3 separate regions of the Mus musculus genome follow, and regions 1 and 3 are each linked to region 2. The links are chromatin contacts, called in public HiCAR-type and promoter capture Hi-C maps. All regions are on one chromosome and are shown on one strand. The core of a region is the stretch at or near the end of the contact, and the rest is flanking DNA. Distances in the headings are between cores, read along the strand shown. Region 1 overlaps Arid5b (AT rich interactive domain 5B (MRF1-like)). Region 2 holds the start of 4930423B08Rik (a long non-coding RNA gene). Region 3 holds the start of Zfp365 (zinc finger protein 365).

Region 1 (4,150 bases), core at 1,232-3,731, 1.2 Mb before region 2:
TTCAAAATCCTTCTGTACCATGGCTCTCAGTGACTGTATAGAAGAGAGTAGAAAATGCAGGATGGAGGGTCCAGAGGAGAAGAGAAAGGAGCCTGTGGTGTGGTGTGTGTGCAGAGGCAGCAACAGGGTCCCTAACTCCCAACAGTGATACATTCACTAGGGACAAGTGATTGTAACTGGGCTGGCTGGACAAGCTTGAGTGCTCTGTCATTGGAAAGAAGAGTTTGTGTCACAGTAGAACAGCAGGGCAGATGTTAGTGGAAACCATACCATGGATCTCATAATACTACTAGTAATACTAAATAATAATGATAGAGAAGGGTGAAGCTCCACGTGGTCAGTTAAAAGAAAACATTTCCCTTCCTGTGTAAAGTTGCTGCACCCAATACAGTCTCGGTGCCCACCGGCGTCTGCAGAGCCCTTGGAATGCCAAGCCTGAGCTGAGGTGTACTTTACGTATAAAACAGATTGGTACACAGATTGGTTTTCAACACGTGGGGCAGAGAGCAAATGATCTCACTGATAGCATTTTAAATCAAGCACATATTGAGATGATAACGACAGTTTGGCTATAATGGCTTGGATAAACTATATCATTCAAATGAATTCCACGTTTTCCCTTTTTAAACGGCAGATGGCTCTTGTTATCTTCCGGATGGGTGATGCTGGTTTGGACAACAATGTAATGTTAGGATCAGAGACGTATGCCCTCGGTCATGATTCAAAGGGCAAGCAAAACAGATCAACGTCTGAAGATAGAACAATTGGCCAAGGTCACAGCTCGAAAGTTCCAGTACAATGTCAATGTAGAGTCCTGTTTGCGGTGATATTTTCTGTCACGGACAGATGTTAGTACCCCAAAACTGCTGATGCTGGGATCTCTGCAAAGTTCAAATCTAGTAATTATTGACTCGAGGCTACTAAATGCCCTGATGTGGTTGCTAGCACATTAAGATCCTTCACTAAGGTACCAAGTAAAAACAGATTGGGGGAGGGCGAGAGGGAAGGAGACAGGGAGAGAGGGAGGGAGGGAGAGGGAGAGAGGAGCTCTGACTCCTCATGAGCTATTTTGATGCGTTGACGACATGAACTGTGTGTAATGTAAGACGCTGCAATCATTCAGTGCAGACACGATATGAGAAAATGGAACTTGAGCGAGTTTGGCCAATCCCAAGTAGACGTTGCCCTGACCACAAATTGCCGAATGAGTTTGCAGTCCAACTGCGTTTGCCTTTTAAGAGATCTCATTTGAAAGTAAGTAGAGGGGTCAGATGCAGTCAGCCTTCAAGGCAAGAACATGACCTTCCTGGCACAGTCCAGCTGCGTCGGGTCCCACAGTTTCACACAACGCATTGCCAATAAGTCCAGAGAACTTGGACGAAAGAAACAGGTTTCAGTTCTGGGGACTGTAGAGGAGACAAGGACTTTATCACCATCCTTAGTATCGAAAGGACCAGCAAGAAGACAGGGCGACAGAACAGGGACTTTGTTGTGCACACCTGGAGACAGGAGTTTGATTCCTGGAACCCATCCATGTCAAGGTCTATGGAGAGAACCAAATTCTACAAAGTTGTTCTCTGATCTCCGTCCTCATACCCATAACACATCATGTGCATGTGTGTGCATGCACATGCACTCGATATAAAATAAATATAATAAAAGACCGTCGGACATTGTTCTGATAGTGGCTATCTAAAACCAGGTCGGCCTAGTATCTCGCCCTTCTACGTAACCAATCACAGGGTCTGAAATGAGAGTCCATTCCCTCTGACTCCTCAGCTTTGGTTTCTCTGACAGTGGCCGCGCAGAACTGTAGCTAGCAACGAATCAAAAGCTACGCCCCTCCTGGACTGAACTGCTTCCTTTTATTTTAAAATGACCCTAACACACGAGAGCGGTAGTGGTGGCTACGGAAATAAATCCAGGTTAGGCAGCGAGAGGAGCCTCTAAAACACCTAAGGCTTTATGCTGAGGGATGAGCAAGATCACAGTAGGATCAACACAACACAAGATGGATATTTTACTGCAGGATACTTAGAAGGTGATCATTTTAAATGACATGTTTGTGATGGATTCAGCCTGCAGTGAAACACCCTGACTATGTGCCCCTGGGATATTGGTGATAGCCATAGAGGTTTTTGTCTTTCTCCCAAGCTCTTTTATAGCACATGGTATACATATTTTGGCCTCCAACCTTATAAACTCATGTCCAACTGCCAGTAGACAGTTATCTAACACATGGGGTCACCACAAAAAAGACTCCTTATTTGGGTAAAAGTCCTTGTCTGCCCCGGTATCTCTGTATTTCCTCTCAGAAGAAATTTATTTGGATTATTTACTGTTCAGGATACCCAGAGGCTTCAAGTGTGGCGATTGAAAGGCCAAGAAATAAAATCCTTAGCAAGTTAAAACACATAGCTTGTTATTAGAACCATTTCTGGCTTTGTTAGAAAACTCTCTATTGCCCTCTTGTGGTATATCAGGGTGATGCGCAGGGATGACCACAAAAACCTCAGGAACTAACAAGAAAGTTTACTCAAATACAGGTAAGGCACTGATCTCTGAGGGAGAGACACAAGTGTGAACCACAACGTTAGGCTGTTTTTATATGTACCATAATTTACATTTAGTAGGCCTCCTTCACGATGTCAGGTGCTGTGAGGTCAGGCTGGTGGGGCCTTTATATGGAAGTTTAGAACAATGTATTTCAGGAACATAACGGAGTCACTGTATCTATGGCCATAGCTGTTATAATTTGTAGTCAATTGAGTTTAACGAATTTTATAACTGTTAAAAAAATCATGCCCACATTTTAAAAGTTCCTTCATAACCAAAAATAGGCTGATACTCCAACTGGTTTGGAATTACAGGAACCGAGGAAAGATGTCTTGAATAACTCCCTAATATGGAAGAAAAACCACTAAATACAAAAAGGGCCAGTTCATTTGTTTCTAACAATAGGCAGTATAGAGAAAGTTGGAATTTATAAGACCAAGGAAAGGAATAGGCTGCATCATTCCATGTTTAACAGTAATAATAATAATAATAATAATAATGATGATTTCTAAAATCTAGCTTCCAAATTCAATAATCAATTATGCAATTTGGTGTTTAATTTGGTTTTAAAATTGTATTTCCAATCTCTGCTTTGTGATTTTGGATAATTTCTTGCTGTATGGGCCTGTCCCCCCCCCCCCCCCAAAGCAAACAAACTTGGAATTAAAACAAACCCTGAGCGGCTAAAAGAGCTGAGGGATCCAAAACTGCAGAGCCCGGGACACAAAAGAGCAAGGCCTCTGTCCTCCGATTTCCAGCCAAAGCACCAAGCACCGGCCCTCCAAGTCTTTTTAAATAGAGCTGCTTCCCCGCCCAGCATGAACCCAAATGTTCTGTAATTCTAAGATGGTTTTAGGAACAGATTTATCTTGACTTGGCCTCAACTCCAGTTTTTGTAGCAACAGTTGTTTGGTTTTCGTCTTTGAATTGACAAAGTCCTTAAAGTAACTCTACTATAAAATTAAACAGCTGTGCCTTCTTTAGCCAAACATGACTGCTGTCTTATTTCTGTGTGTGCTGTGGTACGAGCTGAACATGCTCTTTCTTCTGTGTCCTCTCACTAAAAAGAAAATTCCAAAAGGAATTCTCTAGTGAGCCTTGCTTCTCTTTTAAAGATAATAATAATAACAATAACAGCAATAATAGTAATAAATAGAGGGGTGGTATTTGCTGGCCTCTGATGCGCATCTATTTGTGAGCACAGGCGTTTACACACAGGGCTCTTGCTCAAAGGGCTTTTGTTTAATTCCTATTATGATAGGAAATATGACACGCTGCCCCCCAGTAGAATAACAAGCTTGTGTGGCAGAAAGACAGACATGACTGCTGCTCTTGCAGATGGGAAGAGTGAACAGCTTTAAATGGTGGCAGGGAAAGCAAAGAAACGTTCACAGAGGCCACGATTAAATTTAGAATTTGACTCCTGGCCCAGGTCTTGAACCAGAACCATGTGAAGGCTCTCATTCTTTGGGATCAACAGAAGGAACAATTTGAAAACATTCTTTTGGCATTCTTAAGCATTGCTTTGGGCTCAGGGAAGTGAGGGTAGGGGCGGGGCCTGGACACAATACAAAGCTTCTAGGTGCCACACCTT
Region 2 (3,964 bases), core at 1,313-3,812:
CATGGTGTCTTTTTGAGGCAATAGAAACCCTAAGACACCTAGTCTCTGGGATGTTTGGTCTTATGGTTTCGGGGTCTAGAAATTCCCATGCCTTAATCTGGGCTTTCGAGTGACCCTTTCTTGGAGTTTGGGAAGGTAAACACATTGTGCCTAGAACTTCTGATCTAGGAGAGGGTCAAAGAATAAATACTCCCATGCTCACCTCTACTCTAAGTGTGGTTTTGCTTAACTTTATATCTCTAGTTTCTGATAGATGCTACTCACCAATTACAAGTTGGATGGATGGATGCATGCATGGATGGATAGGATAGGTGGGTGGGTGGATGCATGGTTGCATGGATGGATAGAAGGATGGGTGGGTAGGTGGGTGGATGGATGGGTGGGTGGGGGGTGGGTAGGTGTATGGATGAGTGGGTAGATGGATAGATGGATGGATGAATGAGTGGATGTATGAATGGATGAGTGAGTAGATGGATGGTTACGTGGGTAGATGGATAGATGGATGGATGAGTGGGTAGATGGATGGATGGTGGAGTATATTGGTATATAGATGTGTGAATAGACAGATGAATAGGTGAGGGAGTGGACAGGTAGGCGAACAAGGATATACAAACCATCACACAGGTAGATGAAGAACTAAATAATGAACTTCAGAGTATGGTAGATGCCAAAATTTATTATAGTTTAGGTAATAAAAATAGTTTTGAAAGATGATGTATAAATACACTTGGTATAAGTACAAAGTCATCTTGGTGTGCTCCTGAGAAGGACACTGCAGCCCTGTCACGGACCAGAGCTCCACACAATGGAAGGCTATAAACAGCAGGCGGCATCACATGAGGGTTTTGCAATAGAAGGTTCACAGGACACAACTGTCTCCATCACTCAGGGTTAAGCTGTTTGGAAATGGAAACAGTCATGCCCTGTGTATTACTTTATCCAAAAGATGCCAGGCTCCCTGCATGGGCCCAGACCATCTATTGGCCTCTGTTTGAGGCAGGTTGCCAGGATCCTTTCTGCCAAGGAATTGCTGCAGTCTTTCCAAATAGGGAGTGAGCCAGTTCAGCAGATGTATTCTTGTTTGTAAAACTCTCCGAATTTCCCCTGATCAAGTGGGAAGGCCTATGCACACTGGCTCTGAGGACAGTGGGGGGACACTCAGTCATAGGCCTAGACTGCATTCAAGGGTCTGGTTCCAAAAAGGCCACCTTCAGTGGTCCCTCCAGGGGAAACCTGGAGGTCACCTGGGACCCTCTAAGACATTGGAGCTCAGTCTTCCTAACGCTGAGACCCTTTGATACAGTCCTCATGTCTTGGTAACCCCCTAACATTAAATTATTTCATTGCTATTTCATAACTGTAATGTTGCTACTGTTGCGAATCATAATGTACATATCTGAGATGCAGGATATCTGATATATCAACCCTTGAGGTGAGAAACTGACTCTCCATAGAAACAATAAGCCCCCAGGCCAGGCACCATGTTACTGTTAGGTTTACTGTCTTGGGTAAAATGGCATAGTAACCAGATGTCGTGAAAAAGGGAGCAAACCAATTCTCAATAGCAGGCAAACTGAGGCTTGGAAAGTCATTTCCCCCGTGAACCAAAAAAGCATCCAAAGGCCTCTCCACGGCCAGCCTGCAGCCAGCCCTCTTCTCCGGCTTCCTGCTAACAAGCAGGGTTACCTGTTATATTCTGGCAACAGAACCTTTGTGTATGGGTGGTCCTGTTCCCCCAATTGGTTCTTGGTCTCTCAGTAAAGACGCCATGGGCCAATCACTGGGCAGGAGAGATAGGCAGGACTTCCAGGTCCCGAGAGGCAAGGAGAGACCAGAGTTCCTGGTGCTTCTGATGAAGAAAAGGTGACCAGCCCCGTGAGATCTTGGGTGGAGCAGCCGTATGTGACCACTCCCACAGGCAGGGAAGTCGGAAGTGATTAAGTAGGATGTAACTGAGCTACTAAATCTGAGGGCAGGTGGAGAAGTGCGGAGATAAGAATATTGATGAGGGCAAGCTTTTCCTGGCGGGAGATAGTATCGCCCAGCAATTGTATCAAAAGGCAGATTGAAATTGAACAACTGTGTGTCTGTGTCTTTTATCTGTGGATTCCTGGGAAGCTGGGTGGGGGCTGGTAGCGCTGCCCATTCCCGGATCCTGGGCAGGGTAGCAAAAGCTACTTGCAACACCTTTGACTGGAACTGAAGGTGAGACACTCAGACAGACCTGGCCACCACGTGTTTAAGCTGTCTTCTCCTCTCTGAGCTTCGCGTGTTATTGTCTTCAGATCGTTTGTTTGAAAACAGAGCTCATGTTGGCTTGGAATTCATTATGCTCCTGCCTTGCTAGTCATACAGGCCTGTGCCACCTCACCGAGATTTCAGTTACCTTCTGGATAGAGCCTGGACCAGTTGCGGAAGCCACAAGCATCGCCAGCCATCTTGGTCCCTGGATGACTATCTGTATTCAGTCACTAAGCTGTCTTTTTATGGCCCAGTGCTATGACTACAGAAAAAAAAAAAAAAAAAAAAGGAAGACACGCCCATTGTGAGGTATTTCCCATCATGCCTTGCAGCAATTAGCCAACCCTCAACAAGGTGTATCAGGCCGTCGTGGAGGGTCCGCTCACCTGCCTCAAATGTTATCATCATAAATCATGAGCAATTCTCTTCTCAGTCATCAGATCCAAACAGACCTCACTGGCTTTGGAAAGCTGGCCCGGTAAGCCTGTCGCAGGGCATTATGTGTGGCTCAGCAAAGATGCAGGACAGGATTGGTAAACTCTGAGCGCTCCACGACACTCAACATGTGTGTTCATTCATAAGACAGATACATTTACACTGTGCTGCCAATAATCCTAGCATGATTTAAACATAACCCTAATAAGAGAGGGATTAAATCTATACATAAAAGTTAATGAAAACGTGACATTTCTCCTTATAACATTTAGATTGTCTTTCATACCCCTTGCGGGATGCTATTCATTTAAGCCCTGGAGCCTCAGCTTTCTGGGGTGGAAACCTTGTTTGTGGAGACATGACTGGTTTCAAGGAATAATGGAAACCTCTTGGGTAGCTTACACTCAGGCAACACCTTTCGCTGAGCTATCTCCAGGTCCTGTCCAGGTTGCAAGTGTGGACTGTGTGTTATCTGACAGTGCAGACTCCAAGTCTGTTGCCAGGGTAACCAGACGACGAAAGCTGTGGGGTGGAATAAAATGTTTTATTTATCTTGTTTTCTGTTAAAGCTAGCAGAACAGCCCCAAGGGGTGTGCTGGGTCACCAATGGTGACTATTTAAGGATGAATGGATGGCTGGATATATAAAGTCATTGTTAGCCCACAGGAAAACCACAGCTAAGATGTCATTCTTAGGCAGGTGTGGCCACTCAAACCAGTAATCCCCGGACTCTTACGGAGCTGAAGCAGAAAGATCATAATTTCAAGCCTAGCCTGGGTTATGGAATGAAAGCCTTAAAAACAATAATAAAATCCACAAAATAATTCCCTTCCCCAAACTCTCCATCACAGATGAGACTACTACAGCTCCCCTCAAAGGAACACGCAAGAGAGCAAAACTAGCCGCAAGTGCGAGAAATTGCTGTTATTAAGTAGTGCATGATTATTCGAGTACAATGAAGAGACGTGACATCATTCCTCACAAAGCGTCTACTCTACTCTTAAAAAAATAAAACAGAAAGCCAGGCTGGAGACTTACACCTATCATCTCAGCATTGCAATTATATTTTGAGTGCTGGGCCTTCCTGGACTTCAGCATGAGATCCCGTTTCAAAAATTTCAAATACAAGGGTTGGAGAGACAGCTTAGCAGTTAAGAGCAGAGCACAGGCTGCTCTTGAAGAGGACCTGAGTTCAAGTCCCAGCATCCAGTGGCTCACAAAGACCTATAACTCGGGGCTGGCGAGATGGCTCAGTGGTTAAGAGCACTGACTGCTCTTCCGAAGGTCC
Region 3 (4,326 bases), core at 1,057-3,556, 1.4 Mb before region 2:
ACTATTTGAGAGGAAACAACACAATACTTGTCTTCTGAGTCTCGCTTATTTCATTTAACATGGTGTCCAGTTCCATTCATTTTCCTGCAAATACCAAGCAGATGGTATTTTCCTTAACCGCTGAATAAAATTCCATTTTATATTTGCACCATGTTTTCGTTATCTGTGCTTATGCTGATGGGCGGGCATCTAGGCTGGCTCGAATGCTTAGCTACTGTGAACAGTGCAACAATAAATATGGATGAGAAAGTATCTCCGTAATAGAATATAGAGTCCTTTGGGGATATGCCCAGGAGTGGTATAGCTGGGTCATATGATATTTCTATTTTCAGTCTCCTGAAAAACCTCCAGGCTAATTTCCATAGTGACTACATCAGCTCAGCCTTCTTGGGTTAAAGCAACTATTTCATATATAATATTTAATGTTGATTTTTATGTGGAAATTGAAACCTAAACCCCTTTGTCAAAGGCAGCTACATCTACTCTCTTCTGTATCATCTGATGCTTCTACTGTATGGTATTTCTGCAGGGTGGGATACAGATGCTAGGGCCTGAATTTCTAATCCAGCAACAGCCTAGCTTAGCAAAGGTGGCTAACGCTCATATGCAGATGAAAAGCTAGAGAGAGGAGGTGAAATAATAAAGCCCCGGAGAGGAAGGAGAGTGGTCCAGAGACAGAACTCAAGTTTATTGCCCTCCTGAATTTGGCATGCTACATAGACACGGGTCGCACATAAATTGTGAGTCCATTGGCAGTCTCTTTTCAAGTCTGTGAAGGATGGATCAAACTAAGCACAGTGGCTTTAAACACATCAAGAGCTGAATATTCTTCAACCAAATGTTTTTTTAGATTTTTTTTTTAATAAATAGCATTCCTTATTTACTCTGTGAGTGACTCTGTCTGTGTGTGTGTAGGCTGGGGAAAACTTGTGTGAATGGGTTCTCTCCTTCCATCATGTGTGTCCTGGGGATTGAACTTGATTCATCAGGTTTAGTGACACGCGTCTGCTTGTCATCTTGGTTTGTTCATGCCGTTAATATTTTTAGTTACTGGTATGATGACATACATCAAAGCGTTAACATAACAATAACGATCTTTTGAAATTTGGAAACCCGAAGTGTCCGGTATTATTTGATATAAACAGGGCCGTGGCCAAGATCCTAAGCTAATAGAATGTTCTGGGTGGATGCGCCTTGCCTCTGATGCTGTTTTTAGCGCGACAACTTCTAGAGTGTTGGAACCAGGTGGGCGTCAGCATAACTCCTCCATAAACAGGAAGTTCTTGTTGCCTCTGCATCTTTATCCCCTTTGCCCTAGCAACAGATGACTCTTACAACCCAATTTTGCAAGGGTCGTGGTACTTATTTCCTCCAAGAATGGCAACAAGGAGCACTGGGTCCCACAGGGAAGGAGCCCGGATCTTAGGGTGCATCTTAGAGTGAAGTGTCTGTGTTACACCCTTATCTGCCTCCAGATGCTGAGATAGAAATGGTGCCTGATCCGCCAGGCAGGCACATTTTCCAGGTTACTAAAGTCTCTGGACCCCAGCAAAGGAGAACCTTCCTGTGCTGCGCTGGGTTGGTCAATAGGATGCAAACCCTGGCCCAGCCTAGGGCTGAAGATGCTTGCAATGGAGTGCAGGGATAAGAAGAGAGGATTCTATAGCAGCAGTGGGGGGGGGGATGTTTGGATGGGGGAGACGAGATATACCACCCACCCCCAGCAAAAGGCTTTCATCCGCCCAGCGGAAACCTAGGGCACAGGTTAGCAAAAAGGGTTTCGATTTCCTGTGCAGAGCTGGGCAGGCTGGGCAGCACCTGCGTGGGGGTCCCGGCTTTCCTAGCCCCCGCTCCCGCTGGTGACTGCGTGGATTCGTGCTCACGCGAGTTCGTGCAAGTGGCTGTGGGGAAGCCAACGGTCCCGACTCCCCAGGATGCTGCGCATCCGGGACCACCTCCCCGCGTGTCGGCGGAGCAGGGGGCGCGGGCGCACGGCTCCAGCCGAGCCCACTTACCGGACTTGTTGCTGCCGCTGCAGCCGCCGGTGCTGATGCTGCGGGAGCCGTGCGAGCGGTTTTCAGCAGAGCCGTAAATCAGGCTGAGCCGGGTCGGCTCCCACGCGGGACGAGCGGCGACCGGGGCGGAGCGTGGCGCGGGCGGGACACGGGGGCGGCGCCCGGGGACGCGAGGCTGGTGCTCCGGCCCCGGGCAGCCACCCCTGGGTCCACCCCATCGGGGCCCCTCTAGCGGGAGATCCTGGGCCTTTCCCTTCACTCCAGCTCAGGATTCCGCTGACATCACGGGGAGGGATGCAGGATGGTCCCTGGGGAGGGAGGCGGGGACACGTGCCAGTCTTGCCCAGCCTAGTCTTGCTACAGGCCCAGGCAAGTGCTCCCAGTTGCAGGGGCGGCGAAAGTGGGCGTGAAGATGGAGCCTAGCTGGCTAGCCCCTGGAAAGAGCTGCCAGCAGGAAGGCTCTGATATTTATTTATATTAGAACTTCATCCAGGCAACCTGGCGGGGGGGGGGGGGGGGCACAGGACCAGCTTACTCCAGCCGTGGAAGGTAGTAGTGTCCTGGGACTAAGTTAAACAAAACTAAAGATAATAAAAGTGTAGAAGTTAAGAAACATAAATGCCAAACCCTGAGGCCTCCTCACTGAGAGGATGCCCCCAACACTAGTCTCTCAGTGGAGGAAAGATTTAGCTTCTGAGAAATCTCATTTCCTAATTGAAATTTCGGGATGTGTGTGTGTGTGTGTGTGTGTGTGTGTGTGTGTGTGTGTGTGTGTGTGTGTGTGTGTGTGTGTGTGTGTGTTATTTTGTTAAACCTGCTTTTAAGGGGCTGGAGAGATGGCTTAGCAGTTCAGAGCACATACTGCTCTTGCAAAGGACCTACACTGCTCGAATCAGCTGCTGGGCTGTCGTCAACGTTCTTTCACTGATATTCATACTAAGACTTTGATGACAGGTGCACGCCTGTAAAATTCAGGAAAGCAGTACCAGAGAGTGACTCCTACAAAACGGGGGTTGGCAGCTGCGCAGAGGCTTGCTCTCTCAGAAAATGTTATGCTTCTTGCGGTCACTATCTTAGGTCACTCTCTAAATTGAGCACGTTTATTCCAACTGTTTATTAAGCTGAAAAAAAAAGTTTGGTCTGAGTGTGCATTGCACACAACCAAGAGTCAGGGTGCACCCATCATCTTGAACAGCAGGAAGCTAATTCTGACTACCTTTGGGGCAGGATGCTAAGTATGACCTGGGAGAGTCAAGGGACCCAACGTCTAGAACTCAGCCCTCTCCCAACACTGAGGCAACTTGTTTGCCTTGCTTGGTCCCGAAATGTCTCCACTTCAGGTGAAGCGCGAAGACTTCCTAGGGCCATTTTTTTCTAACAATGGCATAAATATTATCACATTCTTCATTAAACCATATTTTACATTTATCAATACAATTTCCATATTAAATTGCATCGTGACAGAATGATTCGATAAAGAATGATTTTAGATGAAAGTAAAGGAGGGAAATCTTTTCAGGTGCAAAAGAAAAAGAATAACTCTTCCTTAAGAATACCTTTTTAAAGCTCACCTCTAAGTAGGCCAGTGTGACAGATGTCAGTGAAAAGCCATGGCTACTTCACAATGAGCTGAGGGTCGGTGACTTTAAAACAAAGCCAACACCTACAACCAGAGCCACAAGGGAGTAAGGCATGTTGGGTTTTCCTGGATGCATATGTAGTTCTGGCTACTTCAATACACAAAATGTTGTATTAACATATCCACAATCAAAGAAAAAACAATGACAGAGTTGAAACAAACAAAACAACAACAAAAACCACTTTATATCCTCTCTCATGACTTGTGCCCTTCTGACTGTATTCCATCCTAACCACCCAGTATTACTCTCCTTTGGGTCCCCTTTTTGGAATACTGAACCCACTGTGAACAATGTCTTGGGGGACTATGGGAGGGACTCCAGGAGAAAAGGCAGATCGTCATTTACCTCAAGGGCATCTTGTTCCCTGGATTGTTCTGGGACGTGATTCCATGCCCACTGTGACAAACATTTACATTCAGTTTATACGACAAGCTTATTCTTGTTGGATGTCAGAACATAGCTATAGAACCCAATCTGGTCAGTGTACTCTGATTCTGGATACGGCCTTCTGCCTTGCTTTCGTGTGTTCCCAGATGTAGCCTTTAGTATAGGCCAGGTAATTGTGTTTAAACAGGCCCAGCCTGAGAAAGGGCTGTTAATCTTCAGTGTGTGCTTACTGGTATTTATTTACACGTTTTTCTGATCACGTTTTCTGAACTATAACAACCTTC

The links. Promoter capture Hi-C pulls out the DNA fragments that hold promoters and counts their contacts. HiCAR-type assays count read pairs that join an accessible place to other places.
Region 1: a HiCAR-type map of astrocytes shows a contact between it and region 2, with 2.7 times the contacts expected there. The contact joins the enhancer-like site here to the promoter of 4930423B08Rik in region 2. A contact is called at or near these places in 2 of 15 datasets of contacts at CTCF or cohesin (large pre-B cells and pro-B cells), 11 of 484 Hi-C or Micro-C datasets (the N1E-115 cell line, cardiomyocytes, cochlea and 7 more), 3 of 115 datasets of contacts at active chromatin or transcription factors (astrocytes and embryonic stem cells) and 1 of 9 other capture datasets (embryonic stem cells).
Region 3: a promoter capture Hi-C map of embryonic stem cells shows a contact between it and region 2, with 2.6 times the contacts expected there. The contact joins the promoter of Zfp365 here to the promoter of 4930423B08Rik in region 2. A contact is called at or near these places in 2 of 39 promoter capture datasets (embryonic stem cells and pre-B cells).

What each region holds. Positions count from the first base shown.
Region 1 is chr10:68,144,565-68,148,714 of GRCm38.p6, forward strand. All of the region lies in intron 4 of Arid5b (AT rich interactive domain 5B (MRF1-like)), which reads right to left. Among named protein-coding and RNA genes, the nearest start is that of Gm51770, 4.5 kb to the right of the region's middle. Within about 2 kb of position 2,482, at least 34 of the 459 cell types and tissues checked have an H3K27ac peak or open chromatin away from gene starts, as enhancers often do. A contact at or near this core is called in astrocytes and uterus, where this site is marked.
Region 2 is chr10:69,325,699-69,329,662 of GRCm38.p6, forward strand. It overlaps 4930423B08Rik (a long non-coding RNA gene), which reads right to left and starts at 2,563. Exons shown (of 2, transcript XR_380547.3): 1 at 2,387-2,563; 2 at 657-896.
Region 3 is chr10:67,910,356-67,914,681 of GRCm38.p6, forward strand. It overlaps Zfp365 (zinc finger protein 365), which reads right to left and starts at 2,307. Exons shown (of 5, transcript NM_178679.2): 1 at 2,016-2,307.